Linked DNA regions of Mus musculus: regions 1, 2, 3, 4, 6 and 7 are each linked to region 5. A link is a contact called in public Hi-C, capture Hi-C and promoter capture Hi-C data. All regions are on one chromosome and are shown on one strand. The core of a region is the stretch at or near the end of the contact, and the rest is flanking DNA. Distances in the headings are between cores, read along the strand shown. Region 1 holds the start of 1110020A21Rik (RIKEN cDNA 1110020A21 gene). Region 2 holds the start of Lrpprc (leucine-rich PPR-motif containing). Region 3 holds the start of Camkmt (calmodulin-lysine N-methyltransferase). Region 4 holds the start of Msh6 (mutS homolog 6). Region 5 holds the start of Srbd1 (S1 RNA binding domain 1). Region 6 holds the start of Thada (thyroid adenoma associated). Region 7 holds the start of Slc3a1 (solute carrier family 3, member 1).

What was found. Promoter capture Hi-C pulls out the DNA fragments that hold promoters and counts their contacts. Hi-C and Micro-C count contacts between places; a contact is called where the count stands out from the background. Capture Hi-C pulls out chosen DNA fragments and counts their contacts.
Region 1: a contact with region 5 is called in a capture Hi-C map of macrophages, with 5 times the contacts expected there. The contact joins the promoter of 1110020A21Rik here to the promoter of Srbd1 in region 5. A contact is called at or near these places in 5 of 39 promoter capture datasets (cranial neural crest, embryonic stem cells, erythroid cells and 2 more), 5 of 484 Hi-C or Micro-C datasets (LSK cells, Th1 cells, embryonic stem cells and 2 more), 7 of 115 datasets of contacts at active chromatin or transcription factors (astrocytes, embryonic stem cells, extraembryonic endoderm stem cells and 3 more) and 3 of 9 other capture datasets (adipose tissue, liver and macrophages).
Region 2: a promoter capture Hi-C map of erythroid cells shows a contact between it and region 5, with 16 times the contacts expected there. The contact joins the promoter of Lrpprc here to the promoter of Srbd1 in region 5. A contact is called at or near these places in 4 of 39 promoter capture datasets (cranial neural crest, embryonic stem cells, erythroid cells and 1 more), 1 of 484 Hi-C or Micro-C datasets (CD4 T cells), 6 of 115 datasets of contacts at active chromatin or transcription factors (astrocytes, embryonic forebrain, epiblast stem cells and 3 more) and 2 of 9 other capture datasets (adipose tissue and liver).
Region 3: a contact with region 5 is called in a promoter capture Hi-C map of erythroid cells, with 20 times the contacts expected there. The contact joins the promoter of Camkmt here to the promoter of Srbd1 in region 5. A contact is called at or near these places in 5 of 39 promoter capture datasets (the HPC-7 cell line, cranial neural crest, embryonic stem cells and 2 more), 3 of 115 datasets of contacts at active chromatin or transcription factors (astrocytes, embryonic stem cells and pancreatic cancer cells) and 2 of 9 other capture datasets (adipose tissue and liver).
Region 4: a contact with region 5 is called in a promoter capture Hi-C map of adipose tissue, with 2.8 times the contacts expected there. The contact joins the promoter of Msh6 here to the promoter of Srbd1 in region 5. A contact is called at or near these places in 1 of 39 promoter capture datasets (erythroid cells), 1 of 484 Hi-C or Micro-C datasets (CD8 T cells) and 2 of 9 other capture datasets (adipose tissue and liver).
Region 6: a Hi-C map of B cells shows a contact between it and region 5, with 5 read pairs. The contact joins the promoter of Thada here to the promoter of Srbd1 in region 5. A contact is called at or near these places in 2 of 39 promoter capture datasets (the C10 cell line and erythroid cells) and 1 of 484 Hi-C or Micro-C datasets (B cells).
Region 7: a capture Hi-C map of macrophages shows a contact between it and region 5, with 2.9 times the contacts expected there. The contact joins the promoter of Slc3a1 here to the promoter of Srbd1 in region 5. A contact is called at or near these places in 1 of 39 promoter capture datasets (embryonic stem cells), 1 of 484 Hi-C or Micro-C datasets (B cells) and 1 of 9 other capture datasets (macrophages).

What each region holds. Positions count from the first base shown.
Region 1 is chr17:84,955,586-84,959,038 of GRCm38.p6, reverse strand. 1110020A21Rik (RIKEN cDNA 1110020A21 gene) reads left to right here and starts at 1,616. Exons shown (of 4, transcript NR_027929.1): 1 at 1,616-1,839. Ppm1b (protein phosphatase 1B, magnesium dependent, beta isoform) reads right to left here and starts at 1,038. Exons shown (of 6, transcript NM_001159496.1): 1 at 645-1,038.
Region 2 is chr17:84,789,021-84,792,445 of GRCm38.p6, reverse strand. It overlaps Lrpprc (leucine-rich PPR-motif containing), which reads left to right and starts at 1,660. Exons shown (of 38, transcript NM_028233.2): 1 at 1,660-2,081. The coding sequence starts at 1,933.
Region 3 is chr17:85,089,179-85,092,492 of GRCm38.p6, reverse strand. It overlaps Camkmt (calmodulin-lysine N-methyltransferase), which reads right to left and starts at 1,867. Exons shown (of 11, transcript NM_028576.3): 1 at 1,630-1,867. The coding sequence starts at 1,767. It overlaps Prepl (prolyl endopeptidase-like), which reads left to right and starts at 2,226. Exons shown (of 15, transcript NM_001163622.1): 1 at 2,226-2,387.
Region 4 is chr17:87,973,757-87,977,197 of GRCm38.p6, reverse strand. Msh6 (mutS homolog 6) reads right to left here and starts at 2,148. Exons shown (of 10, transcript NM_010830.2): 1 at 1,793-2,148. The coding sequence starts at 2,049.
Region 5 is chr17:86,143,723-86,146,734 of GRCm38.p6, reverse strand. It overlaps Srbd1 (S1 RNA binding domain 1), which reads left to right and starts at 1,560. Exons shown (of 21, transcript NM_030133.3): 1 at 1,560-1,614.
Region 6 is chr17:84,464,177-84,467,588 of GRCm38.p6, reverse strand. It overlaps Thada (thyroid adenoma associated), which reads left to right and starts at 1,381. Exons shown (of 38, transcript NM_183021.3): 1 at 1,381-1,495; 2 at 3,088-3,232. The coding sequence starts at 3,157.
Region 7 is chr17:85,026,583-85,029,820 of GRCm38.p6, reverse strand. It overlaps Slc3a1 (solute carrier family 3, member 1), which reads right to left and starts at 1,474. Exons shown (of 10, transcript NM_009205.2): 1 at 963-1,474. The coding sequence starts at 1,389.

The sequences.
Region 1 (3,453 bases), core at 367-2,866, 1.2 Mb after region 5:
ATGCTTAATGATACTTTCTTTCCTTAAAGGCTTTTAAAGATAAAAAGTAATGACCGATCACATAATACTGTCCAGTCTATTCTTAATGGAATTCATGTAAACTTGAGATGGAGTTCATAGTAATTTCATTTAAGAAGCCCATTGTTAAGCACGACACCCGAAATTTTCGGACCGTGGTTGGTGGGCAACACACAGACACGAACCCCCGAGTCTGGCTAAGAGGAGCAAGACAAACGGTTTAAAGCACAGGAGGGGGAAGGAGGCCCGGAGAGGCACAGACAGAAAAACCAGAAAGATTTCACAAGAAAGGAGAGCGGAGCGCAGGGGAGGGCAGAAAGCGACCGGGAGAGAGAGCCACACCGAAAGGTGTTTTCCGGAGCGGCGGGCAGGACTGGGTGAGCCGCGGCCTTGGGGTGGCCCGCGCGCCCATGGGCGCTGCCTGCACGCCGCGGCGCGAGGGGAAGCAGCGGACTTCCACGCGCCCCGGCAAACTACTCCCTCGCCGCGCCGCGCCCCGCGAAGCCTCGCGCGCAAGCGGAGGCGGCGGCGGCAGCCCAGGCCCTGGGCCTAGCCCGGTGCTCCGAGAGCAGGCTGGACGGACGGACGGCCGTTCCCCCACTCGGCTGGGCGCAAAGCGGCCTTACCTGGGGCGAAGGTAGAAAGGGAGGTCTCGCGGGCTCGCCCGCCGCACAGCCGCCCGCGGCCCCCGGCTTTCTCCCGAGACGCGACACCGCCTCCGCCGCCGCTTCGCCCTCGGGGGCTCGGCCACCGCCGCCGCCCGAGCTGTTTACACCGTCCGGCCCCTCACACCGCCGCCGCCGCCTTCTCTCCAACCCAGAGCCGCTGCCGACTCGGCCGCCGCCACCTCCTCCGCCGCAGCCTGATCTCTCTGGAGCATCTTCCAGCCACCGGACACGGAGAAACAGAGACTCCAGCCGCGCCGGCAGGAAACTCCCCCGCAACTGCCAGGGGGGACCAGGCGGTCAGAGCACCAGCGGCTTTTCCGCCATTGAGCAGCGGCCGCTCCGCTCCTTCTGCAACCCCCCTCCCCTCCCCGCACCGCCGTCTTTCCCCGCCCCTCCTCGGGCTCCGCCCCCCAAGGGCACCCATTGGGACGCCGCGTGTGTCACCGCTGCCCTCGGTTTGCTGAGAAGCCTGTCAATCTACGTTCTCCCGCCCAACCTGGCCCCTAGTATCTTCTGTGCTTCTCTTTCCCCGCCCACACGGCCCCGCCTCTGAGTCTTTAATTTCTCATTGGGCGTCAGTGCCCACCTTAATTGGCAAGGTCAACTATCCATCACACACCGCCCACCAGTGAGGCCCAACCCTTCATTACCATTTACTTTATTCAGCCCCACCTCCGCCTTGCCCTAACTCCTGACGTCACCGACCTGCCCACCCTAGTAGCCATAGGTAGAGTCCTCCGTCAGTCAAATTACGCCCCAACTCGAAGACCGATATCCTTTTCTGATTGGTTCAAATGGCGGCCTGATCCTCCGACTATTGGCTTCCTCTACTTGTCCGTCAAGAAACCAATTTCCAAGTCCGTCACTTCGGCTTTTTTTAAATGAACGCGCAAAAGTATCCTAAAAGGGATTGGCTAGTATTCGTAGATGGCCAAGCCCCGAGTCTGCGGACCCTGCAGTTCTGACCTCTACACTTCGCGGAGAACGAACACCATAAAGAAACCAACGGGCAGTCCAGTTATAGGTGGAAATTGGTCCCACCCGGAGTGGAGAGAGCCGGCTTCTGATTGGCCAGAGAAGTGCCCCTAGACCCTCATTGGAAGAAGTGGCCGCCTCTCTTTGGCATAGAGCTGTGAAGGAAGAGCTCAGAAAGGTTCGAGAAAGGGCCTGGAGAGAGGCGTTGTTTTGCTTCAACTACGGGTGGGGCGCACGCGAGAGTGCAAAACTGGGCGCGTAGGGCTCTGGGGAGGTGATGCAGGGAGGGAAAGAGCCCGGATGTTCCCTAACAATGAAATCATCTCTGACCAATCAGAGCCTCATTGTTGGGATACCTGCATGACCTGTCTCCAGCAGGGGAGAGTGGGCGGGAAGTTGAGAAGGCTGAAAAGCCACTTGAGAAAATGGGACAGGAGATCCCTTCGGGATGATTTTGCAATGGTTCAGATTGTTCGTTCTTCTTATTTACCTCGACCTCCTGCCTTCCAGCCCTTGGCAGTTCCGTGTTTTGTTTCTGAGTCTGATTTTTAAAACTCCTGTCTAGGCTCTTGACATTCACTAGGTCATTCCTCTCTTAAAGAGCACCTGCATTTTGCTAAGCGTGGTAGGTAGAACTGGAGATACAAAAGTAAGGCAGGCAGTCCCAGACTGGGAATGGTAGGTAATCATTGAACGTCTGCAAAGGGTAATGATGACATAAAGGAGTCTCCCTCTGGGTATGATTACTCGGAAGGCTTCACAAAGGCCGGGAGAAAACGGTCATCTAGTAACCACATTGAGCTAGAAAGTGAACCAGGTTAATTCTTCCAGATCAAAGTGTAATGGGGCACTTAAGCGCTCACCTGAAGAGTTTTTAAACTCGCTCAAGTCTTTGAAAGACGTTTTCGATCTTATTCATACTTAGGTATAAGTTAGTTGGGACAACTTAGGTTTAGACCGACCTAAGGGAGTGCAAATTCAGCTTTGAAAAGAAGGACATATTTCTGAAGCAATTTCCAAAGTGAAACTGGCGGAAATAAACATTTGGTTGCAATTCAGATTTCTCTGGAACTTCAAGTTTAAGAACTCTGTCTTAAGGTTTCTATTGGGACCATGAAACACCATGGCAACCAAAAAGCAACTTGAGTAGAAAAGGGTTTATTGGACTTACACTGTAGCCCATCACTGAAGGAAGCCGAACAAGAACTCAAACCTGCAGATAAGAGTTGATGGAGAGGTTACTAGCTTGTTCACATGGCCCGCTCAGCCCACTTATAGAATCCAGGACCACCAGCTCAGGATGGCATCGCACACAATGGGCTGCCCCCACCCACCCCCACCACCCCCATCAATCACTACTTAAGAAAATGTTCTACAGGCTAGCCCACAGCCAGCTCTTAGGAATGAAAGTTTGTCTCCTCTCAGATGTCTCTAGCTTGTGTCAAGTTGTCATTAGAATGTAGCCAGCACACATGGTGTTTTTTCAGGATAGTGGGCAAACAGGTTCCTAAAATTAGAATCACCTGAGGTTCCAAGCTACATTCATGCCTACAAAATCCAGAGCTCACTCTGGGGAGAAAGCTCACTACAATACAATTTTATTTCATTTATTGTGATTCTGGAGATTGAACTTCGAAAGATAATTTTTAAAAGTAGTCTTTGGGTGCTAGATTTTTTTGTTTTGTTTTGGTTTTGGTTGTTTGGTCAGTTGACTGTTTGTTTGGTTGGTTGATTTGGTTTGGTTTGGCACACCAATTCTTAGACCCAGTGACTGAGAATTGGAGACAGCCAT
Region 2 (3,425 bases), core at 411-2,910, 1.4 Mb after region 5:
CATACTCAGGGTGGGTTTCTCACCTAAAACCCTAACACCAAGGAGGCTTCCCAAAAGCCCGTCCCCAAGGCGACTGATTCTGAGTTCCATCATGCTGACAATTAAGAGCACACTTCACAACCGAGGAGTAGAGTTTTAGGAGTAAACCCTTAGAAAGTCCATCATCATAATTACTTCCACCAACCTCGTTTCACATTTGCATCCAGAGCCCTAGCCTTCCTTGGGTGTGGCAAATGCCTGGACTCTCTGCATTCTGCTGGTAGGTTCGTTTCCCAGCAACCACCACAGCAGCTTGTATCTGTCTCTAACTGCACTCCCAGGACATCTGAAGCCCTCTCCTGACCTTCAAGGGCACCAGGCACACTTGTGGTTACACACATACATGCAGGCAAAACACTCATACACATAATAAAATAAATATATTTTTTTAAAAAAGCAAATGATTTTGCGTCACACCTACACTCAGTGGGACCCAGTGGTGTCATTCACATTCAGGGTGGGTCTTGCCACTTCAACTAATCCAATGTAAAAACTCCCTCACTGGCTTAAAGTCTGGTTTCCAAGGTGATAGTAAATCCTATCAAGATTAATCACCACAGACCGTAACCTACCTTAATCTTTTATTTATATCACAATTCTTATGTTTCTTTAGATGTACGGAATTTTGTCTAAATTGAGATCCCCCCCCCCATGTTGTATTCCCAGCATTCCAAATAGTGCCTGACACAAAATATGTGCTCAATAAATAGTACTAATGCTGAATGAGAGAATGAATTATATTCTATCATAGTGCTCTATAGTAACTCAGAGTAACTTCATCTTGCAGGGCGGTATTAGCTTCTCCAAAAGAAAGCTAAGCCAAGTTAACTCTGAACGTATATCCATTCAATAAATGCTCAAAGCACGAAGTGTCTTCAACTGATCACGAGCTTCCGCCATAAAAGAGGCTGCATTCTCATTCTGGGCACTCTGAAGTTTGTTGGCTAGCAGAAGAAACAGCCACATGGGAAAACTTGCAGAGGGAGAATTTGACTGTTCACTTGGTAGCAGTCAAGGAATAACTAAGTAGAGTGGAAACCTGTTCCCGGGTTCACACGAGTGCACAGGGAACCCTTTCAGTATGCGAGCTCTGTGAGGGCAAGAACTTGTTTTCCTAGCTCCAGACCTATCCTCAGACAATTGCACCACTCACTACCTTAGTTGCTTAGTGCATTAACTGGAAGGAGCGGGGCACTGAGAAAAAGAAACTTCAACCTTGACATTTAAAATTATACGACCTTTATTAGAATCCATTGATTTCATGAAGCGAGGCACTTAGGATGAGTTCTGTATATTTATCTACCCCATCCCCAGTCACACAAATAGCATGTAGCTAACCTGGAGGTCCACAGCCTCCCAGTTCTCTTCGTCAAGCTTTTCTCTGGCCGCCGTTTCTGAGAGCTACGGCAGGAACTACGTCACTGAGCAGCTAGGGCAGCGGCTCGGTAGCAACCGAGGCGCAAGGCTGGAACGTCGTAGGCACCCCGGGATCTGCACGGTCGGCCCTTCCCAGCAACCCTCGGTGTCGCTCCTAGTTGGCCCCCCACAAGCCCTTGCGCGCGCATGGGCGGAGCCGACCTCTAGTGGGCTCTACCAACTTCAAAGTGGAGGGGTGTTGTCGCCAGGCTCGCTGAGAGCCGGGGCGCTGGACAAGGGAACAGGGACACTGTGAACGGAAGACAAAAAACAATGTATAGTAAAACAGAAGGCGGATCCAGGGTATCCCGCGAACTCGGCTTGCCTCTCCCGTGAGCCTTGGCGGGGATCTGCCTCCTCCTCCGCTGGACGCCCTCGGTCCTTAGTTTGTCCCACTAGGGGCGACCGGGTCGTCACGTGCTCCTCCAGGTCCTCTGCAGGAGCGTGCATCCTATCCTGCCTTGGGTACGCTGAGCCATGGCAGCCCTGCTGAGACCCGCGCGTTGGCTGCTCGGGGCCGCGGCGGCCCCGCGCCTCCCGCTGTCCCTGCGCCTCCCTGCGGGCGTCCCGGGCCGGCTGTCCTCCGTCGTCCGGGTCGCGGCTGTTGGTAGCCGGCCGGCTGCAGGGTGAGTACCGGACCCTTCCTCCTGACTGGCTGCGGTGGACGGGCTGGTGTCCTGCTCGTTTGCTCCAATTCCGTGGTCCCGGCTTCTCAGGCATGAGGCCACCCCCTCCCCCATGCTTTGCCAGTGGTTTGGGGTGACAAGGTTGAGAGTCTTGAGAAGGTCATGGTCGAGGGCATGGCTGGCTTCCGGCTTGCTGCTTGAGGTCTCTGCCTGCTCTAGCTTTGGAAAGGCCCGTGAAGCTCAATGGCTTTGGGGGAGTGGATGGGGCTGAGGTGGGGACAGGCGTTGTGCCTTTCCTTAGGAGTACCCTTCCTGGGTGCTCTCGCACGCTGGTGACCAGTAACCTGCTAGTCTGTAGTCTTACGAGGCTTTGGTTTTTCATTTTCTTTTTCTTGGGATTGGGGTTTGAAGTTCTAGTGATCTAGGGATAGTTTAGAACTTGACATTTGATCATGGCCAGTTCGGGTTTTTGCTTGCGTTGTGCTGAGTGGAATTTTCCTTCAGTATTTACACAGATGTCATGGGTTGGAGATTGTCACACTAGAATGGATTAAAGGACGCGTGCAAGGTGCTCTGTTGGGATCTATGTACCTACTGCAAAAACAAGTTAAGTTCCTAGTTAGTGTCATGTATTTTTGTGAGTATATGCCTTTCTGGATTGAGGTTATAGGGAAACAAGTATGTTCACTTAAAGAACATAGATATTCTTGACAACTGATAAAGGAAGGTTGGGTGCTTAGGTTTTAGTACCGGAAAGAAATTGACAGTTGTACACCCCACACTAGAACTTTGGGGTCTAGCAAACAGACTTAGGAAGTATGATCTGGAGTGGGGAGCCATGGACTGAGGGTGCTTTGGCTTATTTGCATTAGGCTATTGGACAAATCACTCAGCAGCCCAGGCCTTAAGTTTCTTTAGGTACACAGGTGGACACCGTATAAGGTTAGGACTATTTCATGAGATACAGGGCTTGATGTATATTATAATAACACTGTAATAGAAGTAACTGTCTTCACGGGCCAGCCCGGCACGGCGTATAACTAGATAGATGAAGGAAATGCTTCATGATGTCTGAACAACTTGGTTGTCTTTGGAGAGATGCTTATTTGTAAGTTAGGGTCTTGCCTCTATTTTTGTGGTAGGCTTGAACAGTGAAATCATGCCCTAACTTTCATGTCTTCTGAGACAGCAGTGCTGGTTCCTTTAGCTTTCCTCTAGTGACTAGAATCTAGTCCTTCACCCGAGGCCCCTCGGGGCCAGGGCTAGTGCTGCTACAGTGCAGGCATTGATGTTTGCTGTTGGGTTTGGCAGAAACTGAACACATTTTAGTGACACATCTGTGTG
Region 3 (3,314 bases), core at 618-3,117, 1.1 Mb after region 5:
CCCCTTGTGGGTGGTGCCATCCCTGGGCTGGTAGTCTTGGATTCTGTAAAAGAGCAAGCTTAGCAAGCCAGGGGAAGCAAGCCAGAAAGCAGTACCCCTCCATGGCCTCTGCATCAGCTCCTGCCTCCAAGTTCCTACCCTGTGTGAGTTCCTGTCCTGACTTCTTTTGGTAATGAACAGCAATTTGGAAGTGTAAGCTGAATAAACCCTTTCCTCCCCAACTTGCTTCTTGGTCATGATGTTTTGTGCAGGAATAGAAACCCTAAGACACACCTAAAAAAATTTAAAAATAAAGTCTTACCTCTTACACTGTGAATTTTGGCTTGGCCATGCATCTTCCTTTAGCTAACGGTTTATGAGACGGCTCATAGTGATTATCAACTTGACAAGAACTGGAGGAACCGAAAGTCTCCACCTGTCTAGGAAGGGTTATCTACACTAGGTTAACCTCTTGGTATGTGTGTAATGGATTTTCCTAACTACAGTCACTGAGAGGAGACACACTCAATGTGGTATCGCCACATCACACACTGAGTCTTGAACTAAATAAAAAGGAGAACTGGAACTAACTCATATTCATCCATCGCTCTGTTCTTCCTGACTGCTCACACAATGCTCCAGGATCCTGAGCCTTGATTTTTCCTACTAAAGTCTGTACCGTCAAACTGTGTGCCAATACATACCCTTCCTTTCTTAAATTGCATTGCCTAGCATTTTTATCACAGTAATAATAGAAGCTAAGTAACATAGCATATTAACAGACATCATGTAAGCAGGGATTTGAAATGTGCCTCTTGCTCTTATACACTCTACCATAACTGGGAGAACATGCCAGCCAACTCTGAGAACTATGGGTATATAGACCAGGTACACAACCGTAAACCACTCAGGTTTTATCAAGAGACTACCAGGTGGTTCACAGACATTGCATGACATACGACATGTGGTTGTTAAAAAGCAATAACTAAGTAAAATAACAGACTAAGGACTCATTGCCCCCCGGCCACTGTCTTAGTTACTTTCCTATTGCTGTGAGGAGTCACAATGACTAAGAAAACTTATAAACACAGCAGCCTTCACTGGAGCGGTTTGGAAGACTGAAGTATCTGGATTCGTTGCTAAACCTTGGGCAGCGAGTATCCCAATAATGACTCCAAACTTAGTTTCACGTGGCGGGAAAAGGAGCAAGCAGTAGGTTTCCCTCTCTCCCTTTACTCTCCCATATACAAAACCAGGAAACGCGTGCAGAATCCCCATCCCATTAGTGAACCTCACGGATCTCCAGAGATGTGGGACCAAAAAGTGCACCCAGGTGACCAGGCTGGGAGTTAAGAAGCAAAAAATAAAATAAGGATGGAAAGGGGGCGGGAAAGAAGAGCAGCACACGGAGAAGACAGGCGGTCCCACCCACCAGACAGGCGAGCACAAGGATTTTCTGAGTTTCTGAGAGCTCGCTCTGGCTGTCCCGCTCTCCAGCCCCGCCAGAGTCTCTCCCATTTTTGGTGGGACAGCGGGACAGCGGAGATGAAGGAGCAAGGGGGCGCTTCTCGCTTGGCTCCCGACAAACGGGCTGCCTGCTACCTGCGAGGGGAGTGGCCACAGGCAGGGCAGGCGAGCGCTCGCCCTTACCTGTCGCAGAAGCTGCCACCGGACGGCCCCCTTGGGCGCCGAGACCAGCGAGCCCTGGCTGGCACTGCCCATCGCGGGACGCTTGCCCGCCTCTGCCTCAGTCTCTGCAGCCCCAGCGGCCGCGACCTGCGACTCCATCTCCAGAGCTGACTGGACCCGGAGGTTGCGTCCGCCACGGCTCTCCCCAGTCAGGACCTGCCAACTTCTTCCCTGTCAGGACCTGTGACGCCCGGCCTCTGGCCCACAGCTCTTCCGTGCACCCTCCCCGAATTCCGCATTTCCGGTATTAGCGTCTCCTTGGCAACCAAAGCAGCGGCGTCGCTTCATTGCACCACTTTTTCTGGTGGCCATCTTAAGTGAGGGCGAGCCGGAGTGGGAGGGGACTGTGGAATAGCTGCAGACAGGGCTTTCCTCGCTGTTTTCTTTTTTTCCTCACTTTGTCTCTTGCTCGCCGGAATACCAGAAAACCGAAATACAGTTGTCTCCTAAGATGAGTGAGTTCAGGAAGAGAAAAAGCCCACCACTGGCCATAATAAAGATGGCGAAATGCGCTTCCCTATCGGTCTGGGTTGGTGTTACGTAGACCGGCGTGCTGCAAACTAGCTCTGGGCGGCGCGAGGTAGGTTGTCTTTCTTGCTGGGTGCTGGAGGCTGGCTTCGGCTGGACAAGGCTGAGGTGACTGCAGCTCCTTCTGGAGAGCTTCGGTTTCTCGTATTTGTCTTCTCTACCTTCGCTCGTCCAGCTGTCTTTCGATTTGCGTACGTATGGAAGGGTTGCTGATGGTTCCCCTTTCCTAATTCCTCTGCCCACCTTCCAGCCATTCCTCACTTCCCTGGTCCCTTTTTTGATCCCTGTCTCTTCTGTACGTTCTGACCCGTACCATTCCCTCACGTCCTGTGAATACGACGTGTTCGGGATGCACAGTTGCACCGGGAAACGAGGAGGTGCTCCGGGAGCACCCATTTGCTTACTTACCCCACCAGTCTCCCTATCCTCGCACAGGGTCTTCTCAATGCAGATGGTGGATGAATGGGTTGGAGCTATGGGGACAGACTAAGCGATTTAAAAGCATTTTTCTTCTAGGCTACTGCTCCACTGGCCCATTATTTTGCTGCGACATAAGAGATTAAGGGGGGGAGGGGGCGTCATAGCTGGTCGGATCTATGGCAAAACTGACGCAGTGTTTCTGTGCTACCAAGGAACGTGTTAGAGAAGATTTCTCTCATTTTACACTCAACAGTGTTTAGCATAGCTAAATTATCCCTATGCTAATAATATTAACGACCTTTTGTTGAATGGTTACTATGTGCCAGGTACTTGGACTAAGTTCTTAAAATAAATTGTTTGGTTTTGTTACAAAACTACAACCGCAGAGATTAAGTGCTATGGTTAATTTCTGTTCCACAAGTGAAAAAATTGAATCCAGATGCAGTTAGTGTACAAGGCCCAAGACCTAAACCTGGGTCTGTAGTTATGGAAGTTAAAATGATCTTTACCTTCCAGAAGAAACCAAAAATGACTCGACATTTTATTTGTGCATCTTACAGTTGTTTTTAATTCATTATCCTTTTATGGTGAAATCCAATTGCTCCTCTAGGAGGAGGAGCCAGTCAGTTGGGCGGTTCACTGAATCAGTGAGTTGGGGGAGTGTCTCCAGCTCCCCAGAGCCACAGTTGGGCCACCTG
Region 4 (3,441 bases), core at 899-3,398, 1.8 Mb before region 5:
AAAAAAAAAAAAAAAGAAAGAAAGAAAAAAAAAAGGAAGGAGAAAGGATTAAGAAGCCAGAGTGATGACTCAGCAAGTTTTAGTACCTGGGTAAAAGTGCCTCTCACAAATTGTACTGAACTCCATACACACCCTGTGCCATTTACACATCTCCCATACCCATCTCCTATACCCCCCATAAATAGTGTAATTATTTTTTAAGAAGAGTTAAGGCGGGGCTGGAAAGATGGCTCAGCAGTTAAGAGCACTAACTGCTCTTCCAGAGGTCCTGGGTTCAATTCCCAGCAACCACATGGTGGCTCACAACCATCTGTAGTGGGGATCTGATACCCTCTTCTGATGTGTTTGAAGACCGCAACAGTGTACTCACACACATGAAAGAAAGAAAGAAAGAAAGATAGAAAGAAAGAAAGAAAGAAAGAAAGAAAGAAAGAAAGAAAGAAAGAAAATAAATAAGTCGGGGTATCCAGGCGTGGTGGCGCACACCTTTAATCCCAGTACTTGGGAACCAGAGACAGGTGATCTACAGAGTGCATTCCAGGACATCCAGGGCTACAAAACCCTGTCTAAAAAAAAATACCAGTGAAGATATGGCCTAGGCGATAACGCAAAGGATGGCCTGAGTTTTATCCACAGGACGGTTGGTGGAAGAACCAACTCTTAAGTTGTCCTCTGATTTCCACAACCTACTATAGCATGCATACACACATATACACACTAACAGGTAATTTTAAAAAATATAGAAATAATGGGGCTGGAGAGCTGCTCAGCAGTTAAGAGCACTGGCATTCTTCCATAGGAACCAGGTTTGATTCCCTGCACCCACCCAGTAGCTCACAATATCTCTAACTACAGAGGCTGAGGTCCTCCTCTGGCCTCTCTCAGGCAGCGTGCATGCACATGGGCACACATACATACACGGAGGCAAAATACACCTCTGTGTTTACCTGTGTCTGAACTGTGTCCTTTATAGCCAAAGGGAAGGAAAGAAATTAGAGATCCAAAATCATTTTCTCTGCCCCAGGAGCATACGCCAGCTCTTCCTGGTGCCCAAGCTGAAACTCCAGAGTACTGGACTCCAGAAAGAACTCTTTACATTTTAAATAAGTCGCTGCACACTTCTTAATCCCAGCAGAGGCAGGTGGATGTCTGAGTTCCAGGACAGCCAGGGCTACACAGAGAAACTCTGTCTCGAAAAAAAATGAAAATAAATAGATAAAATAAATGTCTCTAGTCGTTCCTACAAACGACAGCCAAATTTACAAAGTGCGAGTACAACTCCAGGCAAGTTTCCCCCAGTAAACCTTCTTGCCCAGGGCTTGCCCAATACTCCGAAGACCCACTAACTGCGAAAAATCTCCCGCACTCTTCCCTCCTGTGAAAAGGTGGGTTAAAAAAAACTGTCGTCCCAAGCCGGAGCGCCGCTTTCACTATCTACAAACTTCCACCTGCAACCCGAGTTTCCTCCCACCGTAGGCTCGCCACCCGGAGGAGCTCCCTGCCCGATCCGATCCGCCCCGCCCCCTCAGGCCGCGGATCGCAGCAGGACACCCACCGTTCCCGCTCCGGCCACTTTGGGGGAGGGTGTCTCCGTCCCCGAGCCTCCCGAGCCTCCCCACCCCCACAGTGGGAGTGCGCTCGCTTGCTCGCAGCGTCCCCCGAGAGTCCCGGGCACCGGCCCCGCTTCTCCCGGGCCGGCAGGCCGCCCCTCCTCCCGCCGCCTGGCACGGAGCAGCCTCCCCCTCCTTCCGGGAGACCCGCGCGCCGCCGCAGCCCCGACCGAGCCGGCTACCTGGGAGGCACGGCCTGCGCGGAGGAGGAGGCCCTCCGCAGCCCTCCGTTGAGATCCTTTGCCTCCGGCGACGAGGCGGATACCGCCGCGGACCGGGACCCGGGTTCAGCCTCGCTCCAGGCCGCATCCCCGCCGCGGGAAGCGGAGGCTCCAGAGGCAGCGGCACCTTGGCGTGAGGCCTCGGCCGCGGCCTTCTTGGTGTCGCCGAGTGCCGGGGACTTGGGGAAGAAGCTGTACAAGGTGCTTTGTCGGGACATGATGAAGGCTGACGGGCAGACCGGGCCACGGCTCCGAGCGCCTACAAGGATCGCATCCACCGCGCGGCCGCCGCTGGCGGGAAAGTCGGGAGGAGGCGCGTCCTACCCGAGCATCCGTAGCCCAGCGGCCAATCCGAAGGCGTGTCGGCCTGCGCGGTGGGCGGGGCCCCGCCCGCGACGTGCCCTGGCGTAGATGGGCGGGGCGGGGCGGGCCCAGCCCCCAAGCTCGGGTTGGCGGGCCTTGAGACTGAGCCTTTGCAAAGCAGTGGAGCTCGCGGTGGCTACCCGGGCAAGTATGCACCAAGAAGACGGAAGTGGCTTGCGCGGTTGCTGGAACGGCGGGGTGCACCCTGCGAGAAGCCGCGTCGAGCTCGCTGCGGAAACACCTGGCCCTGCGGGCGGTCCTGCGGTTGGACTGAAAGGAGCTGAGAAATTGGTTGTTGCTGTCTGCCACGTACGGTGCGTTCGCAGAGCATTGTACAGAGCGGCACTTGTGAATGCCAAGTGCAAGAACAGCTATCCACAAAACCAGCTACCCACAAAACTTTCCTTGGCCCGTCACTGCCTCAACTAGTTTACGCCTTACTATATGAGATGGGCAGTTAAGGTCCAGTCTTATCTGAGCCCTTTAGCATAAGTGTGCAGAATTTTTTATATTTTAGAAACTGAGATTGCTAAGGTAATGTTGAGCGTCAACGCTTGGGCCCTAGCAACCCTAACGAGCTAAACTCCCACTCATCCTCAGTAGTCGAATAATAGAGAAAATAGCAAAAAAACAGATTTTTTTTTCAAAGGGCCACATTAGGAAGATAAAGTTCAGCCCCCCCCCCCCGGAAGTTCATCTTTGGGGGTACTGACGTGAAGTTTTGGTTTAAACCGGGCGACGGGAACCAGAATGGTCTTGTAAGAGGTGGTCTGACCCACCATAATCTCTGCTCCAGACTGTCCTACATGGGGATTCAACGAGCTTCAGATACTTGAGAAATCTCTTTCCAGAAACCAAGTTCTTCCTCTACACTAACTCGAAGCTTTGTCTTACCCCTTCCCACCAAAAAATTCCTGGAGAAATTCCAATTCTTTGGAGTCCATTATTTCAATTGCCTGATAGCCAAAGGGAGCCAAGTGTTTCTCCTCAGAATGTCTTCCTGCCAGGTTGATTACAGGGCGTTTTCGAAAATTGGAGCTCCTATTCAAATTCAAGAAATTGGAGCTGAGCGCGAAGGTGTGTGCCTTTAACCCCATTGTTCCAGGCAGAAGCAGGTGGATCTCTGAGGTCAAGGACAACCCTGGCTACAGTTACAAGACTTGCCAGGGTTTGTTACACGGAGAAACCCTGTCACAAAAAAAAAAAAAAAAAAAAAAAACCAAAACAAAAAAAACAACTAAATCAAG
Region 5 (3,012 bases), core at 311-2,810:
TTAGATAAGGATGTACCTCTATCCCCCAAGCTGGGATTATAGGATCTGTTCTGCTTGATAGATGAAATTCTAATCTAGACTCACAAGTCTTGTTTCTCTAGTTTAAAACCTTATTCTTATGTTGTTTCTGTGAGTTTCGTGGGGCTGATAAAAATGATAGCAAGGAAAGAGATAAGTAATTTTTAATTTCCTCTGGGAACTGATTTAGAGATGTAAATGGAAAGAATTTCTGGAGAATGATTTATAGATTTAAAAACTGGAATGATTGGGGGAAGGGGGAAGGTAGGATTCAGGTTATCACAGCGGGTTTAAGATTTGACTTTTCCAAACTCAGAAAGCAGCATGGGAGTTTTCTGCGGTTTGGGGTATCCAATTTGATTTTCTATTCACTATGAGCTGACTGTGCAACAGCTTAGGCATTTGATGTGACCAAAAGAGACAAAACAAAAAGTAAACAAAAACCTGTCTCCTTGTGGACAAGGGTTATTTAAGCCTAATTTAATCAAAAGGTAGAGGCTATTTTTGGGTCAGAAGACAACTTTCTGGGAGTTGGTTCTCTTTACACGGGCTCCCGGGGTCCAACCTGGTTTATCATCTTGACAAGTATGAGTGCTTTATCAGCTCTGAACAAGGAAAACCCAGCACTGCATGTAAAGGAAACTGTGCCTAGGCTCGTTTACCAGGATTGTGCTCACTGCACTTTTCGGGACTCTGAATATGAGATGGGGCAAGGTTTCTGATTCTCCGGGAGAGCTGCATTTTCTCGAGTTAATGACCCAGTGACTATTATTTTCAGTGTTCTGGGTATCTTAACAGTTGGAGATGGGACCCAGGGAAACCCGGTTCAAAGGCAAAAAGCAATTTGCATAAATCTTCTTGGAAGTATCTAAGAGGCCTCGGCTTCCAAATGGATCTGCTTGGCAGTCTATCAAACTGCCTGAGACTGGAGGAAGAGGCTGATGACTCTAGCTAATGTCTCTCGTTAAGTAAGGTTCCCATGGGATGAATAAGGACTTAGCCAAGGCGGAAAACTTCAGACACTTTCACAGCGTGGTAGGGTGGAGGGAGAAAGAAAAAGAAAAGGGACGAGCTAGGTTTTGTGGCCTAAAAATACAACGCAGCGGGGGCAACGTGGCGAACTCAGACTGAGCTGGGCTACAGAGTAAGTCTTTTTCAAAAAACAAAACAACAAAAAACAATCCAAAACACAAAATGAAAGGATGGGTGAAAAGGGTGTAAAGTAGTCCAAGAGAGGTCTGTCAGAAAAGTGGAAATATAGAGGCGGACGCATATTTGCCAAATCTCTGCCCCTCCCCTAGGGTAGCGACAAACACAAATTCCCTGTGGACCAGAGGAGCAGTCTCTCTCCTCGCCGCCCCGCCCCCGCCCCCGCCCCCGCCCCCGCCCCCGCCCCGCCCCCGCCCCGCCCCCGCCCCTGGACCGCACCGGCTCAAGCCCCGCCTCGCCCTGGCCCCTGTCCTACCCCGCCCCGCCCCGCCCCGGTAGTGTGGCTCCAGTAAAGTAAGGCGGGACTTCCGGCGTTTGAAAAACTTCCGGCGGGAACCGGAAGATTCCTCAGCAGAACTCTCTTCTCCAGATTCGCCAAGCCCGAAGGTGAGCTTTGTGTCCACCGTAGCGGCAATGCTTCCGGGCCGGCCGTTTTCGCTTTTCGGCCGCGGTATTTATGAGTGCTCGTGTGGGAAAGAATTTTTTTTAAATGAAGATTTTCTGTCTTTTAGCACCAGCGGTCTGTCACACAGTCTACACTGTACATTCTCAGCACTGTCACCATAGCGCGTCCTCTGAACCGGCTGGTAGCGCGCATGGCAGGCGTGAGAAAGCCAGGGCCACTTTGTTTGTTTGTTTGTTTGTTTGTTTTCACCCCGAAGAATCGGAGCTGAGGGAGGAATCGCTGTCAGTCGTGGCGCGCCGGGATCACGCGCCTTCCTCAGAGGTGCCCTGGGCACAGAGGAGGCGACCGAGCCATGGAGGGAAAGGATGACTGAGAACTCTGAGCAACTTTCCTCAGTCTTCCTTCCCACGTGGCAGCTTGACGTTCTCCTGTGCCCAGGGAGGCGCAGGGCGGCGCAGGACGAGCCTTGGTACCCGTGGCTCTCAGTTGTAGGACTTTGCCTCACACCTCTATCGTTGGAGCAAACCGTTCCATCCCATGGAGTCTCAAGATTCTCATTCATAAAAACACAGCAGGGTTCTCTCGTAGCGAAGGCTAGCTGCTGTCCTCCTGCTAGATGGCTTGTTGTTCTTTGTTTTGTTTTATCTCTTGAGGGTCTGTGGACATGTGAAGCATCTTTTTTAAAATCCCCTCAGGGAAACATTTAGATGCCTTAAGAGTTGTCTCTTTTTTTCTCCAAGAACAGTGGCTCTCCACTGTGGGTTGAACAATAATCCTTTCACTGGGGTCGAATATCAGATACCCTACATATCAGATATTTACGATTCACAGCAGTAGCAAAATTACAGTTATGAAGCAGCAGCGAAAATAATTATGTGGTTGGGGTCATCACAACGTGAGGAATTGTTTTAAAGAGACTCAGCATTAGGAAGGTTGAGAACTACTACCCTAGAAGTTTAAATGCTGTTTCCCCCTTTTAAATATTGGTGCGCACCAGTATTTTTGTGGGTTGGGTGCATCTTAACATGTGGGCTAGGTCACCTAGAAAGATCCTTTTGTGACAGAGTATACCCAACCCCAGATCCCTCAACCTTGGTCCTAAAAATTTTAGCACTCACTTTTCTTGTCCACGTGTCCTTTCTTTTCATTCATTTTTTGTTCTGTTTGTCTGTCTGTCCTTTCTTCCTTCCTAACTTTAAAAAAAAATGGAGACTGAAGGATAAATTGACTTGATCTCAAATGCTTGGGACTTACTTAATAACATGTTAATGTTTTCACTGTGGGTTTTGAGTCATGGCTAGGGACAGTTGCATGTTCTACTCTTGTTCAATGCACTGAAGACAACCCGCCTTTGCTTTCTGTAGAACTTTCCAACTGGC
Region 6 (3,412 bases), core at 132-2,631, 1.7 Mb after region 5:
TCCTCCAGAGCAAATGTCCATATATATCAGCACAAATGCAGCACAGTAGAGAACGGCATATTAACAGTGAGTCAAAGAATTGTCACCACTCAGTTTTAGGTGAGTGACCTGAAAGCAATGCCAAAAGATGTGAATCGGTGGATAACAGACACAAAATCAACCAAGCTATTGTTTAGTGATACTGTAAGACCCCTGAAGCTTGGCCTCCGCTCAAGTCCCAGGATAAGTTGGCCAGCACCCCAAAGACGGGAGAGAAAATCACACTGATGCAAACTGCAAGAGGTTTTATTATCAGCTAGCTGAGGACAAACTCCTTCCGCCATGCAGGTCAGGGGAGTTTGACCCGACCCCGATGACCCCAGTGACAGTAGGGGGCTTTTAATAGCTAGCTGAGGAGTTGGGAAGAGTTGGGCGGAGTGTCCTTGGTGAAATTTACAAGGCAGAAGGAGTGGGGAGTGAGTTCTTTCTGAATTTTTATCTTCCCCTAACCCTAACCCTGAGTCCTTGGCACAGGAAGCCAGGCAAGTGCTGGCTGGGTCTTTTACAATTATCGCATCTCTGGTTGTAAAGTATAGAAACAAAAAGGCTTTTTGCTGGCTATAGAGAACAAAGAGCTTCTTTCTAGCTGTATTTTTATAGGTCAGGGAAAACAAGCTTGGGGAAATGTTTTAGGGGCTTTACCTTTCAAGGAGAAACGCTTTAAGTCAGGGTCTCACAATACACGTGGCAAAACCACAAAGAAATACAAAGTTTGATAGAAAAGCCATCCACCTGATGAACCTAATTTTCATTGTTTTTCCCAACTATGTATCTCAGAGCCCAGGCCAGCATCCCGGCCTTTTCAGCATCTTGTCCGTTCTGTGATCTTGTCCCTTGTCCCAGCTCCTTACTAAGGTGATATAGGTCTCTAATTTTTACTCAGTTTTAAAGGACTGGACTGCAAGATAGTCTGTGAGTTGTGTAAAAGATGCAGCCTTTAAGGCAGCGTTTAAGGCTCGGACAGTGGAGTTCAAGTCGTTGCTCTTGGCTTCAGTTCCCGTCCCTGGCACAACCGTCCCCGAGTGTAGATTTTGCCTGTCTCTGCGCTGGGCACAGTGAATGTAGAAAGTCTGGGTTGGAACAGAAATGTCGGCCTGACACCTAGAGGTGTGGAGGCTGCTGCTCTGCCAGCCAGAAGGAGGTGAGGGGCATGCAATTCCCAGCAGTCACCATCATAGGCTCGCTTATCAAGAACTGTTTAGTCGCGGGCTCTCTAAATCCCCTCGCAAACGCCCTCTTTGATGACGTCACAACCCACCCTCACTTCTGATTGGAGGAGCGGCACTCGGCCGCTCTCGCGATATTTCCGTGCCAGCTTCCAGCCCTGCCTCCCTTCGCCGGGGACCGGTTTTTGGATCGCGCACCACGTTACAAGCCGCAGGGACGCGGTAGACTTGACGGGCTTCCGGGTCTCGTCCAGAGGTGGCGACGCTTTGCAGACGTCCTCGGGCACGAGGTTTGGCTCGCGGGCGCGCTGCCTGCCAGGCACGCGGGCGCGGGGGACCGACTTCGCCACAGCGCGGCCGGGGCAGCTTGCAGGCCACCCCGAGGGTGCCAGCCGTGGCTTCCGGGCGCTGAGGTCTCCATGGAGACAGACAGCCCTTGAACCACGTTTTCATCCGTCCTTCTGTCAGTCTTTGGACTCCACGTGGGAGGCGGTCGGGAAGGTGTAGATGTAGATGGGCGGGAAGCAGCAAGTGGCACCTATGGGCAGATGCCCATCAGGCTGAACCGGGATTTTCGGCTCTGGGCCGGCCCAGTTCACCCGGACACACGTTTACCCTTAGAACGCGCAGAATCACCGAGTCTATCTCTGTGTAGTCCCTAGGACTCCGGGATCAAATACTGCTGCAAACTTGCCATTTCAAATCACAAGTGTCCCCTCAGTTTCCTTCCTCAGTACTTTCTCAGTACTTTGCACGCTGGCTGCTCGTTTGGGAAATTATTTCCCTAAACTTAACCCAGAACTTCAAGGCCTTTCCTTGTTGTCTCTCTGTCTGGCTGTGTTCATTAACTTTTTTGCTTGACTGCTCATTTGCCGTTGCTGTAGTGACTTGCCGTCCAAATGGACTATAAATGCTTCAGTTTCTGGAGCGGTATGCCACTTAGCTGTAGCATGTCCTTTTAGGTACCAGGTAGCCCACCTTCCTTCTAAAAGTATATATGTCCCTCCTATAATATCTCTAGCAATTGTTAATTAAGAATTCCTTGATTTAGTTCATGAAATTTTAATAAAGCATTTACTACATGCATGAACGACTAAGGAGTTAAGAACGGGAACACTGAACACAACTATTCAGTTCATTGCAACCTTTATGGAGCTTAGTGCTAGGAAAAACAGGCAATAGACAGGTGTGCCAGTTAGTGTAATCTTAGGTAGTAATACATGCTGTGAAAGAAATCTGAAATGAATGGCAGAGGAAGCTGGGGCCAGATTGTTTTCAGGCCATACACCCAAATTTGGATGTAACTAATGCATTTTATTTAGTGCAAGGGAAAACCTTTGGGAAGTTTATAAGCAAGTGCATGGTTAGATTGCTTTGATTCTTCAGAGACAAGTAGGGACAACAAGGAAGCTATGTCAGGAGTTTAAGTGACGCATGCTGAGTCGTTTTCTGCCTGGGAGGGTCTGCAGGTAGACCATTCCTCAGTGGCCACGGAGGTCTGCCTTTGACTTAAGCTGGAATCTGTATCCTCAAAGCTTTCGTAGAATGTCTAATTATTAAATGGGACAAAAGAAATCTCTCCTTCAAAGCAGCACCTCATTTAAGGACAACATAATGAAACCCCCCATTTTCAAGGTAGTAAAAAAACCTTAAACAAAAAGCCCACAGATTTTGTTTGGCAAACCAGATCTCCTCAGCTCAGAAATTGTCACTCACTAGTGGCTTTGTTGGGAGATATCTATTGGTCATCTTAATTTGTTGGTAGTAAGATAATCCTGGCATCTCATGGGGTGCAGGCTGGGGAGGCTCTAAGCACCCTACGGTGCACAGCCCACCATCCTCAGTAAGAGACACGTGGCCTCAAATGTCACTGTTGTTGCAGGAGAAACTCTCCACTGGACCACTGCCTCAAGTTCTTCCTTCTTGCAGAGCGCTGTTCATCCTGTGTAAGATGGGTGTGAAGAAGAAAAGAGAAATGCAGGTTGCTGCGCTGACTGTCTGTCATCAGGACATGGAAACTTTGAGATGTATGTGATTTTGACAGTTCATTTGTCCAGTGAACAGATTTGTAAACAGAGTGTGTGAATCGCTGGAACCTGGCCTCCCTTACTGAGGGACTGGGACTTGGGACATGTGAGAGAAAATAAGTAAACCCTGTCCTTCTCAGTCTTCTTCTGGTCTGGTGTTTCACAGCAGTGCAGTGCAGA
Region 7 (3,238 bases), core at 225-2,724, 1.1 Mb after region 5:
ACAGCACTGAGAGTGAGGAGAAAAAGTCAGAGAAAGGGAAACAACCGGACAGGGTACAAAAAGAAGCCTTTCATTAAGGAGGTGGGGGTGTGCTCACGCACTGACTCTACCACACCATCTTGGTTTCTTCTTCAAACAAATAATCATTGCAAGAAAAGAATTTCCTTCCTAGTTTATCTCTTCTTACTGCACGCCCTTTAAAAATATTCTCTCTCTCTGTCTCTCTCTCTCTCTCTCTCTCTCTCTGTGTGTGTGTGTGTGTGTGTGTTTAGTCCAGGATGTCCTGGAACTCATTACAAGCAGAGGGATAGCAACCAACTCTATTCTGTCCTAAACCACGGTGACCCAGCCAATCCAGTTTACGCCCACTGTCTAGCAGTTTCAATCTTAACATGACCGATGGAGCATTCAATTATAAGGATAAGAAATTACATATAGGACTTTTAGTTTAATTTTAAAAAATACAAAATTTTGGTTCTATTCTTCTACTACTATGGCTATTGCTGTGGGAAATCCATTATTAGGCAACAACTAACACACTGTTGGTTCTAGCTTGCTCTCCTCTCTCAGGATTGAAACTTGAAGAGTCTTCCCCTTCCGCAGACATCACATTTATATAACACGATGTATTTATTAATAAACTCTCAGCTAGACTACAAGCTGTGCCTGTGCCAGGAGAGCTAGTCTCAGATGAAACACGGAGCTACAAAATTTCAGGATCGACGAGTGAACATGTGCATGGGTTTAGTGGACGAGAGATTCAACAACCCCGTGGCTCTAAAGCCTTCAGCAGATAGCCTTGCATCAAGAGCAAGGCTTGCTGACTTCTGCTGCGTGGGGCTTGAATTAACTCCCAGGAAATGGGTGCCAGCCACCCTGGAATGTGCTTACAACACAAGCCAGGCACAGAATGGGGCCACAAACCACCCTCCACTAGTTGGTCCTGAGCGGCGAACACGCACCTTTCAGGTCTCCATTCCCATCCTTGTCACTGTCCTTAAAAGACCTCGGGTAGATCTGGTATATGGGACCTGCTTGCCACCAGTCAAGGCATTTTGGAGAGATGACGATGATGGCTATGGTGGCTCCAATGAGCAGGAACACGGAAACCACGGTGAGCCAGAAGAGGATCTCTCGGGGCACCCGGTAGCGAGCCTGGCCGGAGAACTGGAAGAGTACTTCCTTGGGCATCCCTGCATAGGGCCGCACCGCCTTTAGGTGAGGCTCCTCTGGAGCAGGGATACTCACGGCGTTGGGCTGTGGGGTGTCCCTGGAGCCTGGGTCTGGGTCCTGCTCCGGAATGTCTTCATTTTGGACAAACCCGTTATTGGTTCGGCATCCCTTCAAACTCATTTGGATGGGGTCTCTCTTGCCTTTGTCCTCATCCATGTCTACCCTGTGTAGCTCTTCCTGGTGCTTTCCAGCAGGGACAGAGGTAGAAAGGTGTCTTGCTGAGCGCTGTGCTTTGTTAATGAGCTTTGAATGGTTTATAAATAATCATGGCTGGACTTTGTCCAGCCAAGGAAGATTGCGTAAAGTTCAATAAAGGGGGTCGGGAGGAGGGGTGTGTGTGTGTGTGTGCAAAAATTATCTTTATACCGGGTGGCTGACTCATCTACAGTAACAGTATGTGAAGGAGGAGACTGCGGAGAAGAGGCAGGGTCCAAACGCTGTAAGATGCTACTTGTGTGAGTACCAACTGCCTACAGTAATGCGATTCACAAAACTACAAAGGATGGTGGGGACCCAGAGAGATGGGCAATGTGAAATGAACGCACAGAAATTATTCCCTGAAAGGGGAAACAAGTCTGATACATACTACAGGATGGATGGGCTTTGGGGACATTATGCTGAGGAAAAAAAAAAAAAAACACATCCAAGACAAATATTGTGTGGTTCCCCTTCGAGAAAGAACCTATAGTCACAGAAGCAGAAAACAGACGGGTGCTTGTGGGTTTCAGAGGAACTGTGGGAAACTGTTGGCCAATGGAATAGAATTCCACCTGGGGATTTTGATGAGTTTTCGAGATGGACAATTGTGGTCCTACAACAACGCAGACCATTTGCCACTGAGCCAATTATTAAAGAAATGGGTAGTGTTAAATCTGTTTTACAATGGTTGAAGCATCATGTTCTTTCTTTAGCTAGGTATAAAAATGATCTTGAACTAATAAGGAGAAACTGGCTGTCCCCTTTTTTTTTTAAAGTGTCTTCCTATAGACCCACGGAGGTGGCTCTGGAGGCAGGCAACATCATTTTATCCCAGGCTGACTCCAGACAGCCCTTGTGTATGACTAAGCTCTGTATGTGTGCTCAAACATTCTTGTAAGCACTTCCAGGAGGTGGGGGAGCAGGATGCTGAGCACTGCAAGTTCATGCGTTGTACTACATGCACACAGTCTTTAATCCTTGCACGTAACAGTTGTTTAATCATTGACAAGTGTAGGACACATTTGCAAGTCCCCAGAAACTTGCTGAAAGGCTGGCCTTAGAGATTCCCCAGGTCTCAAGGAATGAGATGATCAGCCACACTTGGAAGCTTTGATTAGACTTTTTTTTTTAATTAAAAAAATTGTGTGTGTGTGGGTGGGTGGGGGGGATGCGGTGTTGAGAGACGGTTCAGTGGACACTGTCAAGTTGGATGTCTCCTTCCACTTTGCCTGGGTTCTGGGGTCGAACCCAGGTGCAGCACCCGTTGTTTCCTGTTGTCTGGGTGCCCAATACTACAGGGTTTTCTGTAGAGCAACTTAGTGTTCTTGTTTAATGCAGTCATGACATGTCAACCCCCCTCATACCCTGCAATGGTGTTTCTCATCATTAATTATACATGAAACTTTTATAACGAAGCAGTTGTGTGCTGCTGTTTGTTTTGACCAAGTCTCACTATGCATCTCTAGCTAGCTCAGAAGTCACTATAGCAGACAGACATGGCTGGCCTTGAATTCAGAGGTGGCTAATGGAATGAGCTCCTTTTCATGTCTCGATACTGTTATCTGTCAAATAATAAACACACCATAGAAATATCCCTGTTCACCCTCCCCACACTGTGGCTGAGGTTGCACACACTACAGTCCTTGAGCATGTGTGGGAACTGGACTAGTAGCTGGGCTCTGGCCTGGAGGGCACTTTTAACAATAAAACAAATCGTGAGCTCACTGCTTGGCCCACTAGAGTAACACTTTTCAGTTTACTACACCAAGGCAGAGCCACTAAGGGCAAACCACAAGTCGTAGGATAT